Linked DNA regions of Mus musculus: region 1 is linked to region 2. The links are chromatin contacts, called in public Hi-C maps. All regions are on one chromosome and are shown on one strand. The core of a region is the stretch at or near the end of the contact, and the rest is flanking DNA. Distances in the headings are between cores, read along the strand shown.

The links. A called contact is a pair of places that touch in the nucleus more often than the background predicts.
Region 1: a contact with region 2 is called in a Hi-C map of liver, with 1.5 times the contacts expected there. The contact joins the promoter of Bcas3os2 here to the enhancer-like site in region 2. A contact is called at or near these places in 5 of 39 promoter capture datasets (3T3-L1-derived adipocytes, the C10 cell line, embryonic stem cells and 2 more), 5 of 484 Hi-C or Micro-C datasets (the N1E-115 cell line, Sertoli cells, liver and 2 more) and 4 of 115 datasets of contacts at active chromatin or transcription factors (embryonic fibroblasts and embryonic stem cells).

Annotation. Positions count from the first base shown.
Region 1 is chr11:85,774,020-85,777,820 of GRCm38.p6, reverse strand. Bcas3os2 (breast carcinoma amplified sequence 3 opposite strand 2) reads left to right here and starts at 2,141. Exons shown (of 3, transcript NR_046194.1): 1 at 2,141-2,286. All of the region lies in intron 22 of Bcas3 (breast carcinoma amplified sequence 3), which reads right to left.
Region 2 is chr11:85,732,431-85,736,318 of GRCm38.p6, reverse strand. The region is part of intron 22 of Bcas3 (breast carcinoma amplified sequence 3); the gene reads right to left. Among named protein-coding and RNA genes, the nearest start is that of Bcas3os1, 15 kb to the right of the region's middle. Within about 2 kb of position 2,543, at least 9 of the 459 cell types and tissues checked have an H3K27ac peak or open chromatin away from gene starts, as enhancers often do. A contact at or near this core is called in liver, where this site is marked.

The DNA of each region.
Region 1 (3,801 bases), core at 892-3,391, 42 kb before region 2:
CACTCAGCCAACAATGCTAGAGAAACATCTGCTACCCCTAACCTTCTCCTTCCCCAAAGAAATGATTAAAAAGTTAAAGAAACACTTCCATATGGAAGACTCCGATCCCAACAGGTCACCACAAGATACTTCAAACACAATAAAACAGGAAGAGCTAAAAAAAAAAAAAAGGCAGAGAGAACCCACATGATCTTTTCTATAAGAAAAAAGAACAAAATAAAGCGCTGGGTAACTTTACACAGTTCAGAACACCATTTGGCAGTTAAGTATGTCCTTAATCTGCCCAATTTGCTTATTACAGTCAAGGTTTAAAGGAACGAGAGCCTTGGCCAAAAATGCTGCACTAACTTTTATTCCTAAAGTAAACTCACAAAGTGAATTAACTTGCTCATCTGAAATACTTCAAAGTTGAAAGTGCTCATGTCCCCTCCCCAGCATGCCCCTGACAGAGACTGTCCTAGGAAACACAGAGTCCTTTTAACATCAGAACCACTCAAGTGGATTGATGGGTATTCATCCAACATCCACTTACTGGAGGCCCCTGTAATAAGCGGGATCCAGGGCTGGTCGTTGTGGTACCACATCAAGGGTGACTCTCGGCCTAGCTTTGAGGGGCTAAGACATGGGGAAGACACTGTGGTTCCCAGGTCAAAAACTCAGACCAAACATATAAGCAGAGTTTGAGTGCAGGAGGGGAGAGGCCGCCCGGAGCCAGACCTGGCTGACTCAGTCTTAGTTCTGAACCAGCTAAGGACTGAAGCCGGTACATTACATCATCTCCAGTTCCCCATGGGCATTCTGACAGCTGTGAACTTTAATCCCAATCTCTCTCTCTCTCTCTCTCTCTCTCTCTCTCTCTCTCTCTCTCTCTCTCTCTCTCTCTCTCTGTCTTTAGAAATGTGTGGCATATGTAACACGCTTATCATAAACACTGTGGACATTTTAAAACCAAAGGGGGCAGGGAGAGATTGGATCATCAAGAACTTTTAAGGAACGAGCAAAAAAGAAGAAAACGAAAAGAAAGACGGCACCTCCCCCCAGATCTCAGCTGTCTTCACCCTAGAAGTAATGGTAGTCTTCTTCAGAGAGGAAGCAGTTCACACAGAGCCTGTGGAATCAAAGGCCAGTGGGGAGTCTGTCAAGAATTGGCAGAGAGATGGCTAGGGGGAAGTCCTGGGGCAGTGGCATTCCATGGGCAGAGGTGAGCCTCCCATCCTGGAGGCTGAAAGCTGACTTCTCTGGCCACCTCCCTTGGGCCTTAAATTGCTTCCTGAGGTGAGGACCCTGGCTAATGGTTTATTTACAACAGGAAGAGGCAATTACCTTGGGGAACACTGAGTCATCTGTCCCACCATCAGCCAGGACATCGACACTCTTTACCAATAACCCCCAAGATATATGAACCAGTAATGGCCTCACTTAAAGACCTGACCACGGCTCCCTCCTCCTCCTCCCACTCAGGTGAGGGGTTTAAATAAAGCATAAGAAGGGCAACAGAGCCAGCTTTGAGTGTGGCTGTCTTCCATCTGCTGAGGCCTTTTTTTGTTGGGCAACATGATGTGGTGTATTCCTGCTTGCAAAGAACGGTCAGGGATGCTAAACTAAACAGCGGGTGCAGAAGACCCTTGCAAATGGACCTGACAGCACAAAATACTAAGTGCATAGGGTAGGGTGATGTGTATTTTCCTCATTAGACTAAGACTGCCTGTTAGGTAAAAATTACCATGGCTGATACCAGGATGGCTGGGCTGGGGATGGAGATAGGGGGAAAACTTCTGGGAAGAGCATGGAAATTAGGAGAACCTGAAGTGCTCGGAGGGAGAAGGCTGACAAGCCCAATGAGGAGGAAGCTTGAGAGCACGCAGGCTGTCTGTCCTGATATTTAACACACGGAAACTAAAGGCAGAAGAGGTGCAAAAAGCTTAATAGTATTTGTAGTTTAAATTAAAGTGTTCAGAGCCCGTTATAGAGCAGGGTAATGTACGCAATGACATCTGGGGCTGTAATCAGTGAAGCGCTTTCAAGAGCTGCCAAAGCAAACAGCCAAATAACAAATCCACTTTACAGATCATCAATCCGGCCCTGGACTTGCCAAGGTAAATAGTAAAAGGCTGAAGTTTGCTTTGCAAACCGGGGAGCTGGGAGTTGAGCAGGGCCCTGATCCACAGCTGCACCGCTGGGGCAGGGCCCCTGGAGCTCCAGGCATGGAAGAAGGCCAACAAGCCAGGCAGCCCAGCTTCTTGAGGTGGAGGCTGCCATAGGTCTGGATACCTAGCAACCCAGAAGGTAGGTAGACATGGCTGCCAGGTGAGGTGGCCACTCTCGATCCAGCCCAGAGGTAGGGGCGGGGCTTGGCAGTTTATGGACTTTGGAGAAGAGAGTATAACCCAAAGCTGCAGTCTTCCTGCTTGCTGCCAGGCTTCATGAAAGGGAATTAAAGCTCCTGGCCAGAATGATATTTTTCTGAGAAGCCAGTCAATGTCCAGAGGAGAAGGTGCAGGACGAAGGATAGCTGCTGTCCAGTAGATCCAAGTGCCCGGAGATGAACACTGCTGCTTCTGAGTCCAGAACTTTCCAGAAGAAATCAGGGTTACGGTTACTGTAGGGTCATTGTGAGATTCTTAAAACCTGAAGTGCTAAAGCTTTCGGTTAATCCCCAGCATTTTGGGGGTGATACAGGGAGGAAGGCTTGCTCTGAGAGTATCAGTGTCCTGGCAAAAGGCAGGTGTGAGCCAGCTAGAAGAGCAGGACTCTGCATGTTAGGCCAGAGAGGACCGTTCCCGCCATACCCTGGAAAGAAACACTTGCTTTGATTTTCTATCACAGACGTAAGACCGCAGGGCTTTAAGGGAACCATAGCCACAGAGTCGGCTCCCTAAAGGGCAGTTTGCCTGTGTCACGTGGGTGAGAAAAGGGAAGATCAGAAAATGATGCAAGGCTGAAGGAAGAGGCACCCTCTGGCTTGTTCTGAGTACCCCAGGGTAATGACTGAGCCTCTGGGCTGGATGCTGGAGCCTCTGGGCTCTCTATGCCTACAGACTGACACTGTTTAGGAAGACTGTGCAGAAAAGGCCCCAGCCTCAGGGCCTGGGAGCCACAGGCTATGAATGGGTCACACATCTGCTTGCACTAATTAACTCTAACTGCTGTTGTAATTAGTTGTCGCTGTCACATTTATTTGTTGACTTTTTTTAGCATACATACCTGTAAAAGAGTATTTTTTGGTGGTTCTTTTGCCCTGTCATGTGTAAGGCTTAATGACTGAATTTGTTGTTGCCCTTACATTTTAACTATTCAAGGCTTATATCATCCCATTTTACAGGTACAGAAACTGAGGGTTCATAAAAGTTCTGTAACTTGACCCATGCTGTCTAGCTCAGTACTATCCCCTACGTGATTTTCTTTGAAGTCTAAAGGATAAAATATTGATCCCCACATCCTCTTTCTACCAAGGGCTTTCCCAGGAAACAGTTGGCACGTGCAGGGAAGCCCTCTATTGATGTCCCTATTGTACCCTGAGCCTCTGTTTACACATCTGTCTTCCCTGTTAGACCTCGGACATCTGGAGATTATGTCTAATTACCCTCCTGAGTCTGAGGCTTCTGTTGGGGATTCCATACACTGTATGCTGAAGAAATGTGCACGAGTGGATGATCTGACGAACACATGCATGCAGGCTCATCACCCCAACAGAAAATAAAGGACCTGAAAGGGTCAGGAACATGCTAAAACTTTAGAGCTAGCAGAGTGGTCAAAGCCTGGGCTCCTGGGCTCAGAAAGACAATGAGAGCTGAGAACACT
Region 2 (3,888 bases), core at 1,294-3,793:
CTATTTCTGACAAGAAAAGACACTGAGTCCTTTTAAAGAGGCTTTCTGGAATCAAGTACACAGGTCAAGAAGACTAACAAAGATCAATATTGCCTTTAGGCCAGGCAGAAGGCAGGCTGAGGTCACAAAACTCAGAGCTGCAGCACCAAGGGCAAGCAGTGAAAGGCCCTCACAGCCTAGCCCAGGCCTCATCTGAAGAGGGAACCCGGGCAGAGATTGGGAGTGACTTTCTCAAGAGGTCATGGCCAGGGCCTGGGATTTCTGGGATCACTCCTCCACGAAGGAAAGCGATTTCCAGGCGTAGCTGTAAGAACTGAGTTCATGGTCCTGCTCCTCCACATCTGTGAGATCACTGGCGAGGTACTCATCAATTCTGACATCACTGGACCCCTTGAAACGAATAACTACACGGTCTAATGCTCCGAAGTCATGGGTGAGAAAGAAAGCGCTAAGAACATTATCTGACATATCTGCACACTAAATAGATGCTAGGATAGTGTTTTATGAATTTTCAGAGACAAGATGGAGCCACTCAAGGACTAGCAAGTGCACTCTTCTGGAATAGCACATGGTCCTGAGCTGACTCTGAAATGCTTTGAACCTCTGACGTATGACAGACAGTAGCCCATTACCACAAGCTCCACTTCTGCCACACACCACACTCAATTGTCAGAGCGTATTCCTAGCTATATCTCTAGGTCGTGGCTCAGTAGGTAGCTCATGAGTAGCCCCTGAATGAGAAAGAAATGGATGGAGTTTGGTGGGCCTGCAAAGCATCCCCGTCTTGTCTTTACCAGCTCTGGCCAGCATCTCTGCAGTGTTAACTTGTCTAAATAGGCTCTGCCTTCTCACTCCAAGCCCAGGGCAGAGTTTAGAGACCCAACATATTTATGGTTGAATGTCCTCTGAAGGTGACACACTCAAGGAACCCTCTGGCTGCTCTGGGCGCCACTTTCATAGGGTGTGAACTGAGTAGTTAACTCGCCCTGCTAACAGCATTCCCACCGGGGCTGGCAACTGTTAGCACTCTTGCCTGGTGTGAAAATCCCTCTGCCATGCTGGGTTTCTGGGCCTACACCAAGCAGTAGCATGTTAATGTGCAAGATAAACCTGGAGAAACCCCACCTAGAGCTAATTGTGAAAGGCCTCCAGGGTCATAAACACCAAGTCCAACCCTGCTCCCACTTCCCAGGCCTTTCATGGGACCAATCTTCCCCAGGACAGAAAGAGCCAATACACATGCAGCTATTGCTGCTTTGATCTGCCACAAATGCAAATTCAGAGACCTTGGGGATTAGATGAAATGCACAGTATTCCAGCCTCGCCAACGCAAAGACCCACCCTTGAACTTGTGTGCAAAGCCATCCTGCAGGAAGCTGTAGAGAGGAAGCTGTTCTGAGAAATTTGTTGATTCACACCACCCACTGGGAACTTTTCTGGGAGGTGATCTTCCCATCAGTTGTTTGCCTTTTTAAAATGCTTCTGGTTTCTCACGAAAAGAAGGTGCCGTGCTATTCTGACAGCCAGTGGCAGTGCCTGGTGCTGGTTTAGTCTCCAAGGTCTCACGAGGCAGACTCCAATGTGCCAATGATCCACTTATTTATTTATGTACTCATTTTAATTTTTTTTTTTTTTTTTGCAGACAGGGCCTCAAGTAGCCCAGGCATCCTAGCTGAGGATGCCCGTGAACTTCCTGATCCCCTGCCTTTCAGGCATGCACCACTACACTGGGCTTTAATTTATGTGGTGCTGAGGATAGAACCCAGGGCTTTCTTTATTCATTGCTGGGCAAGCATTCCTCCAACTGAGCTCAGCCAGAGGTGAGAGCAGAAGTAGGAAGGGAGACGTCAAGTGTCAGCTCCAGACTCTCTACCTTTGGGAAACTGCAGATCCCAGCTTCAGCCTCAACTCCTGGGTAAACAAACCTTTTGGCCACCCAGGGAACTTCAGTTTGTAAAAGGGCTTAGGAATGTAAATCACACAGGAGTGAAGTGTGATCCTAATTTGCACTTAATCAAAGCCAATTAGAGGTACATTATTTACACAAAGCCCATGCATCTCAATTATACCTAGCATAGGCCTAGACAGTTCGGAGCTCAGGCCTTAATTCTGCTTAATTAGAGAAGTAAACATTTTCACTGCGTGATCCCTCAGTCTGGTCTAGAGTCCTTGGGTAGATGCAACCAAGTTTGCAGGGTTTCACTTCAGGGCCAAGGAAGCTTAACCGATACCTGTTGAAAACACCTGCGGAGACAAGGGTCAGTCCTAGTAGGTGCCACTGTCCTGTCATGTGCACCTCTGGCTTGCACTGAATGTTAATGTTTAGTTCCGCTTCCTCCTCTGCATTTTAGGTTTTGTCATTTGCCAGGAAGGTAGGCGAATCAAAGAACCCAACTGGCTTGATCAGTGCTAACAATCCATTTCCCAGAGTAAAGTGGCCCCCGGCCAACACTTTCAGGGCAGCTGGTTTGGATCACTAGGTGGCAGAAGATGCCCTGAGGTCAGTGCCACCTATAGGCCTCAGGGCCACAGTACATCAATGGGGACAGGAATTCAGGGTAGCAAAGCTCTGGGAACACAAAGTTCCATAGCCTGCAGAGGGCTTCAGTCACAACTGCTTCAAAACCTCTCTCACACTCCATTTAGCAAATGGACATTAGCTAGGAGCTAGGAAAGCTCCTGCTACCCCTCAGAACAGGCTCTGGGTCCCTGGGAGGCCTGGCCACGCAGAGTTCCTCTCTGGGAACTGAGACCCAGACAGATGGACTATTCTCTGCAGGCTGCGGGGATTAAAGGCATGTGCCACCACCGCCCGGCACAGTATGATTTCTAAAGGTAATGCCATGTCCTGGCTGTCCAAGGGGTTCTACCACACAACAGAATAGAGTGCAGCAAGATAACCCCAATTCCCATACAGCTTTTTCAGGAGGGCAAGACATTTGGAATTAATTTGGTTGGCAGAGTGCTTATCTAGCATGTCCAATCACTTACAACACATCCAACTGGGAGCATGGTAACACTGATCTGTAATACCAGGTCTTTCAAGTTGGAGGCAGGTAGATCAGAAATTCAAGGTTGTCCTTAGCTACACAGTGAGTTTGAGGCTAATCAGGATTAGAAACCCTTATAAAGAGGGGAGTGTGGAAGGCAAAAATCACATACATTTCAGCTTGTTAAAATAAAGTTTTAATTCAGCCAGATGCTTAAAATGCACATTTTTGGGTAGATAATGATTCAATGTAATTTGAACAACTCAATGATCTGAATGACACTCCCAAAGTGAGAGCTGAAAGACTTGTAAAAGGGCCTGTTCCATGATCTACTGTGTTGTGACTGCCTCCTTCTCTAGTTAATTATTTTGTTTTTTGTCTTTCTACGCAGCTCAGGTTGGCTTGTGATCTTTCTGCCTCAGCCTCCCATCCTTCCTTTATGATACTTACTTACAAGGGCCAATCCAAACACAGAGTTTAGCTTGGGTGTTCAAGCGATCTTTGAAATCCCCACAGGTCAAGCTGTAGAATGTTCCCTTGCTGACACAGGAAGTCCCATCTCAGAGTGACCAACTTCCCAAGATTCTGCCTTTGAACTCTTTCAGCAAAATACAAACAAACTGGGCTCTCTGATCCTGAATAGTTTCCAAATTTCCCGCCTACTTTTCCTGACTTCCTCCAACTGTGAAGAGGCTCAGCTCTCAGGGAAAGTCTCTGCAGGCTCATTCGCTCCTCATTTTTCAGCTCCCACCCAGGGCTCAGGAAACCCTCTTATTGATAAGGGAGTCCTATGAAAACAATAGAAGAGATTCAAAATCTGTGAGATTTGCTCTTTTCTAGAGACAGATTTTACTTCAAACCTGAGACCGATTATGGCAAAAAATAACAAAAATCATGT